2 separate regions of the Mus musculus genome follow, and region 2 is linked to region 1. A link is a contact called in public Micro-C data. All regions are on one chromosome and are shown on one strand. The core of a region is the stretch at or near the end of the contact, and the rest is flanking DNA. Distances in the headings are between cores, read along the strand shown.

Region 1 (4,149 bases), core at 952-3,451:
GCCTGTCACAGGTGTGCACCATGGAGAACCTGACATCACTGTTGCTGTTGTTGTTACCCTGGCCTCAGAAGCTATCGCTCCAGTTCCCCAGCCTATGGGGCCAGGCCTACAACTTGGGGCAGTACCTCAGGGCTTCACAGAGCCTTGGACAACCCATTCCCATAGCACTCTAGTCCTCTGTCTGCACTGTGCCCCAGAGAGGGGGCTGTCCCTAAGACAGTCCCAGCCTGCGTCCCAGAGCCTGTGGGGCTCATGTCCCTTGCTGCTCACCTCACTGCTCCTGCAAGGAACCATGCCCTGCTTTCTCTGCTTAGACCCTAAGGATTGGCCTGATTGTAGTATACTCGGTCAGAAGAACTTCTCAGCCCGCAGCTACTGTATTAGTCATGAGAATCCCATGTCACTCCAGCATTTAAGATTGCAAATCATCTTATCTGAGTGTGCCACCAGCCCCGGGGCCCAAACATAAGACAGAAGCAGAAGAAAAAAAATGCACCTGAGTGGTCTTTCAACTTCTCTGTGTTTTAACCAGCATCTCTGGTTCTCACTGTACCCTGCCCCCTCCCCCCCAGCTGCATGCCCTCCCTGCCCCAGCTCCTGTGTTTGACCTTCTGTAGCAGTTACAGTTGCATAGTCTGGCTGCATGCTGGAGCACAGGAGGCCTTGGCCCCTGCCCAGCCCTCGGCACTTGTGTAAGGAGCTGTGGCCTGGCAGCTGTGTATTGCCCTCCCCCTACCACCAGGCCATGAGTCTGTTCTCATTTCTTTCCAGGGAATCTGACTAAGCACATGAAGTCGAAAGCCCACAGCAAAAAGTGCCAAGAGACGGGGGTGCTGGAGGAGCTGGAAGCCGAAGAAGGTACTGTACCAACCTCCTCTTTCCCTAACTCCCTCTCCACTTCACATCCCTCCCCCTTACCCCTGACCTTCCCCCTTTCCAGACACCCTCATTTCTACTACTGTTCCCCTTCCTCTCTCTCCCTCCCACCATCTTTCCCTTCTATGTCCTCCCTTCTAGTTTGCTGAACAACTGGGAAGCAGCAAATGTTAAATTCATAAAATGCTCCCCAGTGCCACAGAGCCAGTCACTGTGCAGTTCAGTATAACCTAGTGTTCCAGCAGAAAGCCAGCCCCAACGGGAACTCGGCGCACCCAGTGTGTGCCAAGCACAGTCTAAACACGTGCCTTGAGTTGTCTTAGTGGGACCTGGATAGATCTTCAGGCACTTAACTAGAAGTCTCTTCTGATAGGAACCTGCAATGTGGTCTGTGGGACTGCGAGTGTCACTGAGAAAGGCAAAGCTAGATCGGGTAGGTCCATCCCTTCTCGGCCCTGACACATCACTACAACCTGACTATGGTCCTCCAGCATCAGAAACAAGCTAGAGGCAGACTGATAGCAGACAAGGCAGGGGACACGGGTAAGGAGGGAGGCCAGAGGGGCTGCGGCAGATAGAATGACAAACCTTAGCTGTAGATTCTCAGGAGTCAGGGTCAGGGCTTAGTGTGACAAGACGAAGAAGGGAGTGGGTCAGGGGGGTGGGGGGCAGAGAAGAAAGGAGAAAGCTGTGGTTTTTATTTTCTGTTTGTGAAGCAATCTAACAAGAGTTAGATCATGTTTCTTTTAACACTGAATAAACCAATGTTTACAACAATCCACTCAAAGCACTGTCTTCACAAATTATAATGTGAGGCCCCCATGTTGTCAAAATGCATGCCAGGCTACTATAGATGGTGTCCTGGCGAGGGCCCTGTAACATAAGCCCAGACATGGGACCATGAAGGACCATGAAAGACAGGGGGCCTTGGCTGACCTCTATCCTCTATCCTTGAGTATAATGGGAGTGATACATATGTCCTCTGCCTGTGTGCGGAGAACTCCAGCAGGGGTGTAGGGATGTGATCTAGGCCAGACACATGAGCACAGTTCAGGTGAGAAGTGGTCTGATTCCAGATGCTTTCAGAGACTGAGCCCATAGATGGTCCTGCTACATCATAGAGGGCAGAGGAGGGGAGGGAAAGGGCCAGGGATGGCTCCAAGCTTTGTAACCTAAGAGACTGGAAGGATGGAGTTGTTACTTCATGCACCAAGGCAGACCCAGCGACGGGCATTAGGATCTGGGTATCCTAAACATAGAGTTGGTAGCAGGAACTGCCCTGAAGAGCACCAAGCCAGGATGCCCTAGCTCCAGCACACTGCTAAGGAATGGGTTGTCAGCCACTGCCACCCTGTGGCCAGTCTTAGAAACTGCACCCAGAAGGTTCTGTCCAGTGCCTTCCACTAGATTTGAAAGCACTAAAGGCAGAAAAAGGCCCATATGGAATATCAGGAAAGGGGGGGGGGGTGCTGAGCAGGCAGGGGAACCCTTTAGATGCCTGCAGGAATCAGATGTGGAGTGCCTGAAGTAGTGTGGTCTGGAGAGGGCTTCTTCCATCATCCCCGCCACACTGGGACTCATACAGGGGGCCTTCACTTTCTCCTCAGTAAAGAAGGGCTTTGGGGCCTGTCTTGATGGATGTCAGGAGATGCTGGCCCCAACTCCCTCCCCAGTCAGGACCCTGCTTCAGCCTTCATGTGCAGATGCTAACAGTGCCACCCTGGCCACCTGCCTATGGGAGGGGGAGACACAGACAGAGGAGATGGTAGCAGACACAAAAGGACATAAACCAGCCATTGTCACCCAGCAAGAGGAGGGCAGGGTGGGGATTCGTGGCTGCATCTGCTTCTCAAAGCATAATGCCATTTTGAACTGTAGTGTGAGACGTGAGGACTATGAACCTTAGTTCTGACTAGGCCAGGAGATAGCTGGATGATTGTGGGGCAGGCCGTGGCCTTCTCCACGCTTGGGTTTCACTATGTGAGTGAGGGCCAGGGCTGAGTAAAACCTGAGGCCTGCAGTCAGGGCTCCTGCCAAAGTCCTAGGTCAGCAGAATGAGCTGATGCAGGGCTTTGCCCCTCCCTCCATCCCCTGTCTGTTATGTCTCCCATCACCCATTCCCCTCGAGGCCTCGTCTCTTCGCTCCCATCTGCCCAAACTCTGCCCTTGGAACCTCCCTCTGCCTGACAACTCCTTCTCTACACACAATTTTCTCTCTCTTTCCTAGTGAATGTTCACGTTATCCACTTTGGTACCTGACCATGGAGGTGTTAGCATCACTGTTTCTGGCCCTCCTGGGCATGGTGGAGAGCCAGGGCTCGGGGACTATCTTTCCTGACCAGGAGAAAATGGAATATTGGTGCCCGGGCGAGCGATAGGGATAGTGGACACATTAGGCCACCTGGAACCAGTTCAAACTGGTCATGTCACAGCAGTCTAGTGATGGGCCAACAGAGCACAAACTCTCCAGGTCATCCCCCAGATTGTGGACAGCTGACCATTTCAGGGATGCCTCGGTCTCCATTGCTGATGGTGGCACAGCCTCACCAGCTGATGGAAACCTCCACTCCATAAGAATCCAGACCCGGAAGCTGACGTTCAGAGTGCTCCACAGGGCAGGAATGGCAGGGGTCAGGCCTGCCCTAAAGACTGAGGCCAGCCTAGCCCAGCAACTCACAGAAGCTAAACTCTGCCATCTGCCCAGAGCCGCTGTGTAGGCCAGCCTGGTCATGTTAGCATCTGGTTTGCATTTTAACTGACCGTGACTGTCTGCTGGACCAGCCAGCATGCCCTGTCCCAGAGTGATAGATGCCATCAGTAATGGGGTCATAGTGGCTGTAATTATCTGGGCCCTTGCTGTGTACCAGGCCTGCATTATTTTTTCCTCTCAGAAAAAGCCATACAGTGAGACATCCACTTAACAAAAGGAGAGACTGAGGCACAGCATTACAGCTGGCTCGTGGTGAAACCCACACTGAGAAACCAGAAAGCAGATGATCTTGTTTGCCCCAGTGAAGCCCTAGGCCTTACTTGGGAAGGTTACCTGATCCCCCTTACCTCGGTTTCCTTATCCACAGCATGAGCGTAAGAATAGAACCCCCAGTTCCCCAGTGATGCCAGGATTCTTTGAGGGCTACATGAATTCACGTACCTAAAGCCCGCAGAGCTGAACTTGTTCGTCGAGGCATGAGGTCATTGTACACTATTATTTACAGAGTATTCTTCTATCTGCTATGTCACTTGGTCGTCTGCCACGTGGCACTGTGCCTAGTT
Region 2 (4,149 bases), core at 1,153-3,652, 96 kb after region 1:
AAGCTATTACCACTGGTAAAAATTCCTAGGCATACTGACAATCCAGATATTCTGCCTTCCAGATCAGAAAGCAGAAAGGAAACTGGAAGGACCTGTGGTCATCTTTGGCTTGATATGAGAGACTCCCACCCTACTCCTACCCCATCACACCCGGGAGAGCCGTGGAGTAGGCTCTAGGATGGGAGAGAGGTGGCAGTATGGTTACCCCCAGTGTGCAGCAGATGTCCCGTCCAGGAGGCCTGTACTCAATGGCATTTCCGGGGCTGCTGGGCACCAGGGCGGGGGCTGGGGACTGGCACCGATCATGGCTTTGCAGCCAAGTGCTCACTAATCTACCCTGCACATCTGCTTGAAAATAACTTAATTAGCCTGGAAGAGCAGCTGGCAGCCTGCCAATGAGGGGCCCTGAAGGAGGGGACCCAGAGAGCCTCTGACAGGAGACCCCATACCACAGGTGAACCCTGACAGGAGGAGAGAAGGCCTTCACCTTCAGAGGAGTGTACCCATTGGCCACCATAGGGACTGACCCAACCTGGATCTGCCATGTGGGGGCCGTCTAGCCCCACTGGACCTGTAAGGAAGCTGGGACTCCAGGGAGCCTGGATAAGCTATGCAGTCAGACAGGGTGTGCCTAGGAATGTTCATGATGTCTTTCTTCACAGACTCAGTAGGCAAGGTACCAGCTGGGGGTTAGAGACCTCAGTTCTCTAAAAGACAGATGGGATCCACTTGACTTTCTGTTCTGCAGTGGGGAGGGACCTAGAAGAGAGATGCCAGGCTGTGGGCAGGGGCCACAATACTGGAAGGGGGAAGTGTGTGTTTTAAGGTCACTATTAAGAGGGGTATCGTGCCTGGGGTTTATCTGGTATTCCCCAGGGAGCCTGGGTAGAGGTAGATAGGACGGAACCCAGCATGCCCCCAGTCTCCTAGAGACACCAAGTGCCCAGGCCTGAAGGCGAGACCCAGGGCTTGTGACTTAGGGTTTGGGTGGGGCTTGGGTGGAGCAGTGTGCAGCCACTGCCTGCCAGGCCTTTCCTGAGCCTTCCCTGTCAGCTGTTGAGCTGGGTGCTAGCCAGGCACCCTGGGGGAAGTTGGGTGTGTATGCTTATGTGTGTGTGCGTCACTCTGAGTGAGCGACATGGAACACCCAGTGTGTAGCAGCCCTGCCGGTGCCAGTCCAAGGCTGAACTCCCTGGCCTCTCTGGCAATTCTTCTCTCCCACCTTAGAGACCATATCCCACACCAGGTCCACCACATGCTACCTCCCGTTCACCTTGCACCCACCCTGCACCTCCAGCCCATGCCCTGGCCAAACTCTGAATTCATTACCCCTCAACTAACAGCCCCCTGAGGCTAGAATACCACCACCATCACTCAGGACCACTGCTGAGTCCTCATTATCAGTCTCACTAGCTGGGATATCCCCTGCCTCTACCAGAAACATCACAAACACACAAATACATATATGCAGATACACACATACACACACACACACCAGTTCACATATATATGTACACACAAATGCACGTGCCACTAAATACATGAAATAACACACATACACATACCATATGCTGCACACATAGACACACATATGAGTACACACATAAAACACATGCCTTACCAAGGGTTGGTCGAGGAGAACTTTCCAGAATCCCATGCTGGCCAGACTGAACCACTTCTTGCCCTTTGTAAGCTGGCCTCAAAGCTATAGAGCCTTGGCCTCCTCACTTCACTGAGACCAAAGGAACAGAACCGTTTAAAATGGTAGCATCAGGCCTGGGTCTAAATGACCCTCATGGGTCATTTAGTTACTGTGTAGCTGTGGCTGAGTTACATACCTCTCTGGGCGCTTCCTCTGTAAGTGGCTAGCGGCCCTCAGGAACCTGAGGGGCAGCACAGAGCCTACACCATTCGCTACTTGCTCGGCCTGACAACTTCTGCATCCTGTTCAAACAACATTTAAATGCCACAAGCCTCTGATAACCTACTGCTGGTTCTTATGAGCGCCAGTGATACCCTGGGCACCCATTCTACATTCTTTCTCTGTTCCGGTGCTCTTCGGTGACCATCTTGTTAATAGGAAGGATGCTAATTATGTTTGATTAATGAATGGATGAAGCAGGAGCCCCTGCAGAAGAGTAGCATGTGGTCACATGAGGTACAGATACACACACACACACACACACACACACACACACACACACACACATCTCTGGGAGGGAGGGTATGTAGGCCCCAGATTCCCAGGTATGAGGCTGCAGGGGGCAACCTCTAGGCCTGACCCTGGCCACCTGGGTGGCAGAGTTGCCAGTTGCCAGCTGGCAGCCGGCAGCCCAGCAGAGTCTGAGCCTGGCAGTGCTGCCAAACGCCTACTCACACCAGCCGCTCATTTCCTGGGCCTACCCACAAAGCTAGTGGGCAAGCTGGGTCCAAGGCGGCCCTGAGGTGCCTTGCCAGAAAGAGAAGCCTCGGGGAGGATAACCTGAGGAGAGGGGAGAGGAAGGAATAAACAGAGAGCCTCTACCTCTTATCCCCCCAGGCACAGCCAAAGGTCTGTCTAACCTCTGATGTCTCTTCTGTGCCATTGAGGATCAGGAATGGGTAAGAGGTTAAGTGTCCCTCTGCATTGGGGAACTGAAGTCACCCCCAAGGAAGCATGTGAGAACAGGTGTGGCCACAAGAGGGCGACCAAGCTTCACCCCACAAGGAGCAGAGCTACAAGGCTTGCCCCTGGTACTGGACCTGGGCACAAAGGAGACAAGGCCAGAGTTGGAGCTTGAGGTTGGGCACAATCTACTCATGCTTGTCCCCAGCCAAAGCCATTACCCACACTGTCTCTTTTCAGAAGGTGACAACACGGTGGCTTCAGCAACAGAAGCATCTGAACCAAGGAGCTATTCCTCTTAGGAACTTTACAAGTGAAGAGAGTAACTCAGAGAGGTCAAGGGGTTTGCCCTGGTCACACAGCAAACAGGAATTCAGTGGGTTAGGCCTCCATTCTGGCATTAGTGAGGAAAGCAGGTCTGGGGCCTTACCAGCACTCACAAGCTCGGAGAAGGAACAACGACAACAACATTAACAGCAACACCGTGATTACAGCTCTTTCAGGCCCTTCTCTGGGTAGTTTAGGGTAGGAATAATCATGAGAAGTAGCCACAGGCCCTTTGTGTATCTCCCATGCCTGTCCTCCACAGACATCTCCTCACCCCCGCATCATACCTCAGCCCCAGCCTGGCCTCACCCCAGAGCAGTGCTTCTCAGCCTTCCTAATGCTGCAACCCTTTAATATCCTCATGCTGTGGTGACCCTCCAGCCATAAAATTATATTTGTTCCTACTTCATAACTGTAACTTTGTTACTGTATGAGTTACAATGTAAATGTCTAAGTTTTCAACTCCCCCACCAAAGGGGTTTCGATCCTTACTTAGGTCAAGCACTGCTGTCCCAGAAGTCTCCACTCCACCTGCAGTCCCTCAGCCTCTGCACTCTGCCTAGCTGTACCTTCTCAACGCCCATCCCCCTCGCCCTCAGACCACTGACTTCCATTCTGCCCTCTGGAAACTGGCCTTCAATGTTGACACATGCCAAGCAGGGTACTTCCTTCCTGTCCAGTCAGGAGGTCGAGAAGCCTCTATATAGCCAGAGTCTTTGGGACCCACCCTGGCTCCCCAAAGTTTCCCACCCACTTCAAAGATCCAAGCATGAGACAAACAAAACAGCCCACTTCTGTGGAACCCATGCGACTCCCAGCCCTGAGATCCATGCTTCCCTCTCCACTCCCTCTCTTTGTCTCCTCACTCCGTCAGTAAATGTGTCCCCCTCTGTAGATAACCCAAAAATCCTCCCTCAGCTACTCCAGCTCCGGCCAGCTCCAGCCAGCTCCAGCCTGCTCCAGCCAGCTCCAGCCAGCTCCAGCCAGCACCAACCAGCTCCAGCCAGCTCCAGCCAGCTCCAGCCAGCTCCAGCCAGCTCCATCCTCTACCCTCTCAGACTCTTTTCCACCTGCCTTTTGTGCCTGAATATTCTACCTTAAATTTGCTGTGACAAAATTAGGCCTCCCTGTTCTGCACAAACTTATTCCAAAGTGCCCGAGATACACCTAGTTCAAACTCAGGGTTCAGTGACTCTGAGGTCCGAGAGCTCCTTCTC

The links. A called contact is a pair of places that touch in the nucleus more often than the background predicts.
Region 2: a contact with region 1 is called in a Micro-C map of muscle stem cells, with 5 times the contacts expected there. The contact joins two enhancer-like sites. A contact is called at or near these places in 33 of 484 Hi-C or Micro-C datasets (the C2C12 cell line, the C3H10T1/2 cell line, the HL-1 cell line and 20 more).

The regions. Positions count from the first base shown.
Region 1 is chr4:120,127,505-120,131,653 of GRCm38.p6, forward strand. It overlaps Hivep3 (human immunodeficiency virus type I enhancer binding protein 3), which reads left to right. Exons shown (of 9, transcript NM_010657.3): 7 at 772-858. Among named protein-coding and RNA genes, the nearest start is that of Edn2, 32 kb to the right of the region's middle. Within about 2 kb of position 2,202, at least 44 of the 459 cell types and tissues checked have an H3K27ac peak or open chromatin away from gene starts, as enhancers often do. A contact at or near this core is called in the C2C12 cell line, cerebellum, cerebral cortex and 1 more, where this site is marked.
Region 2 is chr4:120,222,964-120,227,112 of GRCm38.p6, forward strand. The region is part of intron 1 of Gm36134 (a long non-coding RNA gene); the gene reads right to left. Among named protein-coding and RNA genes, the nearest start is that of Gm36013, 34 kb to the left of the region's middle. Within about 2 kb of position 2,403, at least 63 of the 459 cell types and tissues checked have an H3K27ac peak or open chromatin away from gene starts, as enhancers often do. A contact at or near this core is called in the C2C12 cell line, cerebellum, cerebral cortex and 1 more, where this site is marked.